Linked DNA regions of Mus musculus: all the other regions are linked to region 3. The links are chromatin contacts, called in public HiChIP or PLAC-seq maps. All regions are on one chromosome and are shown on one strand. Each heading gives the region's core, a stretch centred on a gene start, on an enhancer-like site or on the middle of the called end of the contact. The rest is flanking DNA. Distances are from core to core; before and after follow the strand shown.

Region 1 (2,700 bases), core at 33-2,532, 370 kb before region 3:
AAGTATCACTTTGTGCGGGCCCAGCTGCAGTCTTCTCACGCCAGGAGCCTAAAGCCTCCTATAGCCCATCGGTAACCCTCAGATGCCCACACCAGCTTCGGAGACACTCCCAGATTGTGTGAGTCACTGGAATTCTAGGCTGTTTCTCTCCTTCCAGGAAAATGTCTGCCAATGGCTTTTATGACACCAAGTAAAAAGCCCTCCCCACTTTGGATACTTTTATGTCAGCTTTAAAGGGTGGGCGCGAAAAGCGCGGACATCTCAATGAAATAACTGCCATCAGACCTGGGTCTCTTCTTCCTACAAGACAGAAATGACAAGCCAAACTGGAGGTGGCAAGTACCTCCAGGGACCTCATGGTGCCGGGCTTCAGGACCCATGCTAAACTTCCAGTGAAGGGAGGGGCTTCCCCACTGCTTGAGGAAGGGCTTAGCCTCCCTCTGGGACCCCTGGGCCCACATACCCAGCTGCTCGTTTGGCTTGACCAATCGGGGTTTACAATCCTAGGTCATGTGCTTTGCTGAGCACTCTGTGGTCATAGCCGTATGTTATGCTGAACGCTCAAGGTGGGGACAGAAAATGAAGGTCAGATCTGTTCTACCATGGCTGGTTTGGTCAAGTCTCCTGACCTTTTAGTGACCTGGTTTCCTTATGGGAATAAACAGTATATGCCCACTGGGGTTGGGAGGGGGCAATAAATAAACTGATGCTAGAAGACGAGATGGTTCAGCGGGTAAAGGCGCTTGCTGCCACTCCAGACAAATTGGACTTTGATCCCTAGGACCCGCATGGTGGAATCAGAGAACCAACTGCTTCAGGCTGTCATCTCGGCCATCTCATCTAAGCGATGGGGCAGCTGTGACCTGGTGTAATTGTTACTGTACTGTATGTAGCAAGCGTCCAAGCATCACCCTTTCCTCGGTTCTGGTTGGGTCTGTCAGCAGGAGATGGGAATTGGGAAAGGGCGCTGTGAGGTGCTCGCTCCTACTCCACCATGGAGAGCTTCAATATTCAAGGTGGTACAAGTGGCTGGAAACATCTGGAAGGTCCTCATTCGCTAGCTCATGCAGCTCCCGGGCTGGGACTCCTTTTTGAATGGCACATTCTGACTGGTGATAGGTGAGTCTGAAGAGAAAGTATCGAGAGAATGAGCAGGGGAACGGGGTGGGAACAGGAATTGGGAGGGGGGGGTGACTGGGGGGGGGTGCACGGGGAGCCGGTTTGTGATGGATGGGTGGGTAGGAGGAAGGAAGTGACTTCCTTCTATAACCTAGCTGCTGAGTGTCGCCTCTGCTGCCCTCTAGTGGTAGAGGCAGTGGCAAACCTGCCTAGGTTTAAGGTAGGAACAACTAACAGACCCAGCTTATGGGTTTGGATACTTGAAGTAAAAACGATACATGTTTAGAAAAATGCCTGGGCTATAGTATTAGTATAGTTAACAAATGCTAAATATTATGAAAAGCAACACCTAATAATTAAATGGTACATTTTATAACTAGTGAAGTATAAGTAAGTGAAATATTATTTTAGTTTGTGTTGGGGGAGAGGAGATGGTAAAGAAAGCCTCCAGGAAGATGATACATGAGTAGGGTTTTGGAGGATAGATAAAGAGTTTGCTATGGTATCTCTTCACACAATTTGGGTAGAGGAAGTAACTTGGACAAAGTCCTAGAGGGCTTGAAACAGTGATGCGTTCATGTATCCCTGGTGCTGCAGCAACATTTAGAGCCAAGAGCGCTGTCCAGAGCAAGCTGGGGGGAATCTTGTCAGCAGGACTGGTTGGGATTTTGTCATGACGGTAGCAAGAAGCTATGAAGGGTTCAAACAGGGTGAGTGACAGCATTGTAAAGGGGAGAAGGTGGTATCTGGGGACCAGAGGAGAAGCCATAGCACGGCCCCATGCAGTAACATGACCACCTACATGGTGCCTGTCCCCACTCCAGGCATCCAGGAGGAGGCAGGTCTGTCCATTGTTTTATTACATTTATTTAGGTATATATTTTATGTGCATGTGTGCAGGTTCATGCGTATGCACCACAGTGCCCATATGGAGGTCAGAGCACAAGTTGTAGGAGTTGATGCTTTCCTTCCATCCTGTGGGTCCCAGGCATTGAATTCCAGTAATAAGGCTTGGGTACAAGTACCTTTCTGTGCTGAGCCATCTTACCAGGTCCCAGATCTGTCAATTGTACTTCCTTTCACTGAGTCTGAGGACCCAGAGAACTGAAGTCCCCCAGCCTAGAGCTGGAGACATCATGAGCTGATGATGATGCTAGTCTTACATAATCACAAAAGGGGACAAAAATGGCCTTCTTCCTGACACAGGCTCTAGACAGTCCTGTATGTTCTTGCTGCATGGCAGACACTAGGTGGTCACATCTCAGCAACTAGTGGATGCTGTGTCTATGATGCATGAGGTGGCAGTGTGAGGGAATTGGGGCAGGACACAGACATCCTGCAGCGTACAACCTTGGGGTGGAAACATGGGTGCTGGAGCCTGGCTCTCTGGCTTCAGGAAGAACACTTCTTCCCTGTCCTCTAACTTCCTTGTCCTTGCATGGGAATTCAGTGACATATGTATCCTGAGTGTATGGGACATGAAGCTCAAACCCTCTAAAAACACTTCTGTTGTACCTGCTGAGAACCCAGGACCCTCATCTTCTTGTCACCCAGTAGCCCAGAGAAATGGTGCTGCATCTA
Region 2 (2,700 bases), core at 13-2,512, 300 kb before region 3:
GCAGGAAGGAAGAAAGGCAGCAGGGAGCTGGACAGCCGTATTGCCACCTGCTCTAAGAGCACATGCCAGACTCAGGTCTCCTACACCGCGGTCCAAAACTGAGATGCAAGGGAGGCTGGGGGATCTGATCCATTCTGGAGGTTCCGTCAGAACGGAGGGTTTCTGCTACCAGTGAAGAAGGTAGGCAGCCAGAAGTCTCTGTCAAATAACTGAAACAGCATGAAACCTAACCCAGCCCTTAAGGAGGCCTGCTGGAAGCTGGAAGGTATCTGGTTCTCACACTAAAAGTGCCAAGGCAGGCATGTATGCCCCAAGCGAGGAGCCTGGGCTAGGGAAGCTATTCAGTGCTCTGTAAAGCTCAGAAAGATGGTGGATCCAAAGCCAAAGCCAGAAAGCCTGATGCTGGAGCCCATAGGCTTTGTGTCACAGCACATGGAATGGATGCTCTGAGGAAGGAGGCCCATAGTCCGCTTTCTTCACAGCTCTACTCCTGGCACATCGGCAGTACGAGCTGAGTCATTGTTATTCCTAGAAGGAATTTCTGATCTGATCTTATCTTACCATTGTCTCCTGTGCCCAGTCAAAAGGCTGTTAACCCTTTCCTGCCCTGTGAGCGTGCAGCAGTGGCAAGTGGCACCCACTTCTCATGGCCCATCATTATCAGCAGAGAGCTCTCAGGTCAGGTCAGGCCCCTCACTATTCCTGTGCATATGGGTGGATACAGGGTAAAAATCTCACAGGAAGGGGTGCTTTCCCAGAGAGACAACTCAACTGAGAATTCTTGTCTGTCAGATCTCCATTAAGGCTGCTCCCCCTCTTGTTGCTCAGGAGCCTGAGAACTGGGGGATACCCAAGCCTCTTTTCTCCCATCTGTAACATGACCAACTATCCCCCACTTCTCTGTTCCAGGCCTTTTATTTATCTTAGAACAATGTGGAGCAGGTCTCCCTTATTCTCACTATTTCACTGATCAGGTTGTCAAGGGAGAGAGTGGTTAAGTAATTTTTCCCAAGATCACACAGAGAGGGAGCTTGCTGAAGGCTTGAGGCTACACCTGGCGATGCTCTGTATTTCCTCAAATACTTTCCCACTTTATAGCCCAGGGTGAAGCTATGATTTAACTTGACTCAGGTTAAGACTCACTTTCAGATGAAAAGCCTCAGAGAGGTGGTTCCTGAGCCTCCTCAGGGACCCAGTTGGCTGTGAGGCTCTCCCAGTTCCAGCTGTCCCCAGGGACCCAAGCCCCCACTGTCTCCAGGGACCCAGCCCCTTGCAGCCTTCCTTCCCTCCTGCAGCAGCTGCAGCTGTGCTTGCATGCCAGTGATGGGGATGGTGGGTGTCGCGTGGGAGAAGAGGGCTGTTTATTTACGATGTGACAATTTTGATGTATTTGCTAGAGAGGGGGGAGCCAGCCCAGCACCACACAATTAAATTAAAAGACCACCAGTTGTGGGCGAAGCTCATCTATGACTGGCTTAGAACCAAACAAATCAGAGAAAGTCACAAATTGCTTCTCAGCCTCCCAACACCCACTTCACCCCGATGCTCTTAAGCTGCTCTCTGGGGGACAGCTTGCCCAGGACTGCAGCCCAACAGGGCTTGAGTCAGGTGAGGCAGTGGGTGCTGGGGTAGCTGTGTCTTCTTTTGCTCTTGTCCTGTGGTGGTCTTTCTGAGGATAGCATGGACTGTCTCGTGTTCCTGTTCTGCACGAATGGATCCATCTTGCTGCTCTCCCGGTGATTATTATTTATCTCATGTGGCAACAGTCTCCCACCTAACCTCCTTGTCTCCAGTTTTGCCCAGTTGGATCTATTTTACATTTAGCTCCTATCTGTAGAAATCAATTCCTTGGCGTGTCCTGAAAAGCCCCTGAATCTGACAGTTTTCTGCTATAATAATGCCATATAACAACAAATAATCCCAGGTCTTCAAGACTTAGAACCACAAACACCATTCTCAGGAACAAGGCTTCAGCTGGGGGAGGGGCAGCTCTGTTTGAAGCCATGGTCTAAGCCCATGACCCTCATTCTGGGGCCGGCAATTCTCCAAAGCTTGTTTTTCCATGGCAGACTGCAGAAGTCCAAGTGGCCCATTAAGGCCTCTGACTATGGCATGGATGTCCCTACCTGTACCTCACAGTATCAGGATAGGATATTGATCGTTGCCTACTGATCTTGCTGATTTTCAATATGGAATCTGTAGAGTAAGCTTGGTAGTCATGCCCAGTGGGGCAGAATCATGTGTCCTACCCAGTCTTATGGCAAAAGGAACGGACTTATAATTTTATTACCGGGAGGAGCCAGAGCACAGGGAATATTAATCTAATTTGCTGATCCATTTTTTAACTGGGGCTCTCAAAGGCATAGTCTAGTCCAGCATGCATTAAAGTACCAGCTTGGCTCCAGCCCAGGGTACAGAATGAGGAACCTGGGCTAGGGCTTGGCAGTCTATTATCTATCCACCCCTCTATGTGATGGCAGCTCCATCCTCCAGAGCAGACGCTTGACACCCGACCCCTGCTTCTCTGTATGTGCATAGGACTCAGACCTGTGTGCTCAGTCATCAAGATGGACTGCTTGGTGACTGTTTGATTGGGACCAAGAACCCCCATGCTCAGGACTGCAGCATGGATGTCCCTTCCTGTACCTGGCATGTCAGGATAGGTTATTGATTGTTACCTACTGATCTTGCTGGTTTTCA
Region 3 (2,718 bases), core at 123-2,622:
CTCTGCTTTCTTCCTTCTGACTGCCAGGATGGACAAAGTGGGTCCCTCTGCTTCCAGAGTGTGTGCAGCTTAACTGGCACCCCAGTTATGGATGGAGCCCTGTGAGCCCTAGTAGAGAGACCTCCCGGGGCCAGACCTGCACTAAGCATAGAGAGGGAGATATGGCGGGTGGCAGAAGATAGGCGGGTGCCCAGCAAGAAAGATCTGGAGTCAGCAAAGGCTTCGGGGAGACAGAAGGGCAGCCAAGGGAAGAAATGCAGGCTGTGGAGAGCCCCAGGACCGCCAGAGGGAATGAGAAGGGCATTTCACAAATACACCAGGGCAAGAGAGATACTTGAAAGCTGCCTGGCCCATTAATAAATGAGAAGGGAAATAAAATTAATGATGATGATAAAAACGGCTGAGCCGCTGAAGTGCTTTGTAAAATTGGTCTTTAACAAGGAAAAGAAGAAAAAAAAAATTCCGAGGGATGGGTAATTGGAAATGGACAGGAGCCTTGTCTGTAGAGCTGATGAAGGGGAGGGGTGGATTCTTAGAACAATTGGGTCATGTCTGTGGGCTTCAAACCGCCCTGGCCGGATATAGACCTTGGATCTGGAGAGAATTAGTTGATGAAGTTATTAAATCCTTGGCAGGTATTTTAACTATATGCATTTTGGGGGCGGGTTTGGAGGTAGCAAGGCCTTGAAGATTCCTAACACACACATACACACACACACACACACACACACACACACACACACACACAGAGACAGAGAGACAGAGACAGACAGAGACAGAGACAGAGACAGAGACAGAAAGAGCGCTGGACAGACAGACAGAGACAGAGAGGGAGACAGACACACAGAGAGAATCCACAGTTGAGCCTCAAAAACACGCAAAAGGAAAGTAGCCAATATGTTGCCCATGTTGAGGTCCTGTGTTGGCCCTTGCACCATGCTGGGTGCCTTACAGGTATGTTCTTCTAGCTTTTGGGGCACCCCTCACAGCACTGCACAAGGTTATGATAACCCATTTTACATACAAGAACTTGGAGGATCAGAGAGTTCATGTGTTGCCTTAGTTATTCAACTTGCCAATGGGGGTGGGGTGGGGGGAGCATGATTGGAACCCATGCATTTCTGATCCCAATAAAGGCTCTTTTGTATTATCCAGCTATACTGGCTAACTCTCAGTATCTGGTTCCAGGCTTTATGGAGAGAGAGTCTCCTACCTGCCAGCCACCTCCTTCTAGTCACACCTCTGCCCCAAAGCGTTGGTGTTTTTAATGGCACTGACTGACTCGAGGTTCAGAGGGAAGGTTTCAGAGTTTCCACACTGAGGAGAAAGAAGTGGGTAGAGGTTGACCAGCAATGACACTCTCAGGAGGGTGGGGACAGGAAAGAGTCACCAGCAGGAAGAGACACTGGTCTGTCCCCACCCCCACGTCACCCTTACCTAGAGCGAGCAGGTGTCCAAAGTTGACTTTACTCTGTTCCTCAGCCTTAGCTCTGACCCTCAGCTTGCCTTCTGGGCTGTCACTCAAGGGCTCACATCATTTCCTGTCCCTGCTGCTGGGTAGTTAATGCAGGTGTTCCTTTTACTGGGTCAGGGTGAAGTTGAATAAAGTGTGTAGAACTGAACAGTTCTGATCCCATCCCTCCCGGGGCCTCATCACTCTGGGGTCCTGTGCCGTGTGATGGGAACCCCACGTGGTCAGTCAAAACCTTGGTCCCTTCTCTGAGCACCCTACCTGCTCCCTTCTATGGCTCTGCTGTGTGAGGACCAGGCTTCCAGGCTTCCCCACTGGGCTTTTCAAGTCCTGGTCTGCAATATATTAGCAATGCCACACAAACATGGGCATGACGTGGGTTTATGTGGCCAGGCATCCCTCTTGTTCCCCTTCACTGCTGTGCGATGCCTATGTCCTGGCCAGCCCACCGTCTGGGGTAGAGGATAGGAGCTCCAGCTCCATCCTCTAAAGTAGTGGTCCTCAGTCTTCCTAATGCTGCAACTCTAATATAGCTCCTCACATCATGGTGACCCCCAACCACAAAAACCATACAATTATTTTTGTTGCTCCTTCATAGCTATAATTTTGCTTCTTGTTATGAGTCCTAATGTAAACAATATGTTTTCTGGTGGTCTTAAGCCACCCCTAGGATAGAGTTATTTGATCCTCTCCAAGGGACTGTGAGCTCTCTCAAGTGAGAGAGGCTGAGAGGATCTCTCAAGTGGTTGAGAACCACTGCTTTAGTGGGGGGGGGGGGGACGGGGCTGCTTAGCTACTGTGGCCCAGTGGATAATTGCACAGCTGAATTTAGATCAGTTCCAAGTCAGCTTGGTTGAATATACCCTAGATACCAAATACTCATTGATACAAACCACTGGGGACTTGTGGTTGTTTTGTATCAGCAGCCAACTGATAAATAGTCATGTGCATAGTGTGCCCTCATAGCTCCCACAGTCATGCACATAGTGTGCCCTCCCAGCTCCTCAGTAAAACCTCTTTTCACTTCAAGTTTATTAACCTGGAAACAAATGAGCATCCCCTTCCCTGTCAGGCAGGATGCATGCAGAAGTTTGAATTTCTGTCTTCGAGGAGCTTTGCCTCGGCGAAACAGGGAAGCAAACATGAGTGTAAACAAGGAAGTTGTTGAAGGTGTCCTGGAGGAAAAGTTCCCTGAGGCAGGCCTTGGAGGAGGTAGCAGCAGCCAAGACAGGAAGTACAGCCTGGAT
Region 4 (2,729 bases), core at 136-2,635, 330 kb before region 3:
CAAATGATTTGTTACCAACGTGGGAGGGAATCCGACATGGCCAAGAGCTGCCTGGCATTTCCAGCTAACTTCACTGCCGCTCAGCGGGTTGGGGCTTTGGGGTTGGAGAGAGAGTGGAGACAGGGATGGCTTAGTGAAGGTAGGAGTTACAGGGCAAGGTCGGGGCATGCTTCACAGGGAAGTGATGTGTGAGCAGGTCTCAAAGGTCAAGTATACAGAACATCTGTCACCTTAATATGGGTCTAAGGACGATCTTGGTACAAGCCAGTTACATGAATGGCTTCTTTGTTTTATTTTGAAGGCAGGTTCTCACTATGTAGCCCTGGAATGTGCTATGTAAGTTAAACTGGCCTCAAACTTGCATCCATCCTCCTGTCTCTGCTTCATGAATGCTGTGGTTAGAGGCATGCCCATGGCGACTGGTTCTGTTCCATGATTGTGTTTGTTGCTTCACAAAAGAGCAAAGGGCAAATGGATTTCAACAACAAAGATGATGTAGCTGAAAAGTAGGTCACCTCCTTTGCAAACCTCTTTAGACCCTCTGCTACATGAAGGCTGTTGTAGGCTCTGCCAGTTAACAAGATATGAACATGGTGGGCCTGAGAGAGAATGAGACAGACTTTCTCAGGAGGAAGCAAAGCAAACAGGAAGACAGGACATCCCAGCCTCCATTCTGAGGACACCTGTAGAGGTTGTGCTGTGCACTCCTGTCCTCTACCCATGGGTGCTGGCAGCACTCCTTGCCTAGATGTGATATCCAGATGTGTTTCTAGATATTTCCTAGGTCTCATGGGGGACAAAATGACCTCCAATGAAGATGGCTGTTGCAAAGTAATATGACTATATTAGGGACTGTTAGTACTATGAGTAAGATAACTTGGGAGATCGGGTGAGTACGTGCCTGGCAAGGGTGGTAAGGGCGTGTCTGAGAAAGTGGCTCTGGAGACAAGGCCTGGAGACAGGACAGCCATGCTTTAATGAGAAGGGAGGGAAACTTCCTTCCTTCCAATCCTCTGTCACTTCTGAAGGTGTAATGCCTCTGTGGTGTGGGGAAGCCTCAACAGGGTGTGAGGTAGGAATGCTTATCTTACCCACTTCACAGATGAGGTAACTGAGGCACAGAGGAAGCAGCAAAAGCAGAGAGGCCTTGAGGTTGGCCAGATAAAGGTCAATGTGGGAGAGCAGAGCACAGCAGGTGTTGGGGAGGTGGGGAAAGAGGCACTGGGGGTGAGGCAGGTCATACCAGCCTTGCAGTTGTATGTACTGGACTCTGCATGGGTGGCAGTCATCCCCGGGCAGCTGAGTCCCTCTCAGGAAACCACAGGGAGCTGAAGAAGAGCCACCTGGTCCAGCAGGGGTCATGCCTTGCTTCTGGGAAAAACAGCTTACATTTGACTCCCTGCCTGGGACAGCTGTGTGTATCTCCTGTGGGCTCTGCTAGGCTGTGGTGGTATCAGCAGTTCGGGTCTCGCTTCCTTCTTTCCCTACTGGTAGATCCTGAGAATACATCATCTGAGCAAACTTCCAACACGCCTTTTGCTGTCATAGGTAGGGTCTCTCCAGGGAACCTGTTGGGTGGCATAACATAGTGTGCCATTTGGTTCTGTTTTGGTTGCACTGGGAAGCCATTGACCTAGGAAAGTCATGCATAATTCAGGCCAGCACATAAGTGAAGAAGGGCCATGTGAATTCTAGAGTCTCTGGAAATGGGGTTCACATGGAAGGTTGGAGCTGGTCACCCTGAGACTTAGGAACCAGGCAGAGGAGCTAGAAAGGAGCTGAAGTGGCCCTGAGGAGGAGGGAGTCTCTGGAAGGGAGCAGCCACTGAGGCGAGAAGCAGTGACATCTAAGAGGTGTGTCCAGTACTCCCTAAGAGCTCCACCAGGGTGGAGAGACTTAGCTGAATCCAGGGGAAAGGCAGAGTCACTGCACAGCGGTTAAGAGGGCCGTGGTCTTGCCTCTTGGATATCCACCTCCTTCTTCAGGTAGATCCTCTTAACCCAGTCTCTGGTCTCATCCTGAATTCTTCCCTGCCCCCAACCAAGGGATGACGCCTGCAACAACTGTGGGCACCTGGGCCCCATCCCAGGCTTTGAGATGAAAGACAGTTGGGGCGGGCACTCACATGGCTATGTCACAAGTGAGTCACACGTGTCCCCTAACCTATCTCCAGCCCTGCTTCCTGCCCAGGTTTGGAGGGAGCCCTATGACCTTTCCTGAAGTCCCATGAATCTTCCCTTGAAGAGGTATGTTTGGAAATAGCTTCCAGACTCCAAACCCAGCATTGTCTGCTACACAGAGCCTCAGTCTACTTATTTGGTCTGAGGGCATTTTGCTGTTAATTGAGAAATTTCTTTTCTGCTCATTGCTTTCAGGCACCATAGGATTCATGCTCAGGTTGCTGTGGAGGGCATGGGAAAGGGATATTAGAAATGTTTAGTCCCTGCCTACTGGCTTGAATTCATGTCTTTAGATCAATTCCAGTTGCACCTAGTTCCATGGCTCAGAGTTTAACTGTTAGGATGGAAAAAAACAAAACAAAACAAAAAAAAAACCTCTTCCTCTTGCAATGTTAAACTTGGTCCTATCGGCCAACCACACCATCTGTAGCATATTATGAACTAATTAAAAATAAACCTGTAATTACCTTGTTAATAGAGCAATTATATTACATTGTAATTTTTGTGTTAAATATTAAATTGTTAAATGTTAAGATGTAATATATACCA

The links. HiChIP or PLAC-seq counts read pairs in DNA pulled down with a chosen protein or histone mark.
Region 1: a contact with region 3 is called in a RAD21 HiChIP or PLAC-seq map of pro-B cells, with 12 times the contacts expected there. The contact joins two enhancer-like sites. A contact is called at or near these places in 4 of 15 datasets of contacts at CTCF or cohesin (embryonic stem cells, hippocampal excitatory neurons, large pre-B cells and 1 more), 88 of 484 Hi-C or Micro-C datasets (the 63-12 cell line, B cells, the Ba/F3 cell line and 47 more) and 3 of 115 datasets of contacts at active chromatin or transcription factors (astrocytes, embryonic basal ganglia and large pre-B cells).
Region 2: a RAD21 HiChIP or PLAC-seq map of pro-B cells shows a contact between it and region 3, with 5 times the contacts expected there. The contact joins two enhancer-like sites. A contact is called at or near these places in 2 of 15 datasets of contacts at CTCF or cohesin (large pre-B cells and pro-B cells) and 6 of 484 Hi-C or Micro-C datasets (the C10 cell line, embryonic fibroblasts, embryonic stem cells and 2 more).
Region 4: a RAD21 HiChIP or PLAC-seq map of pro-B cells shows a contact between it and region 3, with 7 times the contacts expected there. The contact joins two enhancer-like sites. A contact is called at or near these places in 2 of 15 datasets of contacts at CTCF or cohesin (large pre-B cells and pro-B cells), 10 of 484 Hi-C or Micro-C datasets (cerebellum, cortical neurons, embryonic stem cells and 3 more) and 2 of 115 datasets of contacts at active chromatin or transcription factors (embryonic basal ganglia and large pre-B cells).

The regions. Positions count from the first base shown.
Region 1 is chr11:82,612,298-82,614,997 of GRCm38.p6, reverse strand. No RefSeq gene overlaps it. Among named protein-coding and RNA genes, the nearest start is that of Gm24612, 17 kb to the right of the region's middle. Within about 2 kb of position 1,282, at least 4 of the 459 cell types and tissues checked have an H3K27ac peak or open chromatin away from gene starts, as enhancers often do. A contact at or near this core is called in the P5424 cell line and pro-B cells, where this site is marked.
Region 2 is chr11:82,538,878-82,541,577 of GRCm38.p6, reverse strand. No RefSeq gene overlaps it. Among named protein-coding and RNA genes, the nearest start is that of Gm24612, 56 kb to the left of the region's middle. Within about 2 kb of position 1,262, at least 9 of the 459 cell types and tissues checked have an H3K27ac peak or open chromatin away from gene starts, as enhancers often do. A contact at or near this core is called in pro-B cells, where this site is marked.
Region 3 is chr11:82,238,310-82,241,027 of GRCm38.p6, reverse strand. No RefSeq gene overlaps it. Among named protein-coding and RNA genes, the nearest start is that of Ccl1, 60 kb to the right of the region's middle. Within about 2 kb of position 1,372, at least 9 of the 459 cell types and tissues checked have an H3K27ac peak or open chromatin away from gene starts, as enhancers often do. A contact at or near this core is called in the P5424 cell line and pro-B cells, where this site is marked.
Region 4 is chr11:82,571,932-82,574,660 of GRCm38.p6, reverse strand. No RefSeq gene overlaps it. Among named protein-coding and RNA genes, the nearest start is that of Gm24612, 23 kb to the left of the region's middle. Within about 2 kb of position 1,385, at least 4 of the 459 cell types and tissues checked have an H3K27ac peak or open chromatin away from gene starts, as enhancers often do. A contact at or near this core is called in pro-B cells, where this site is marked.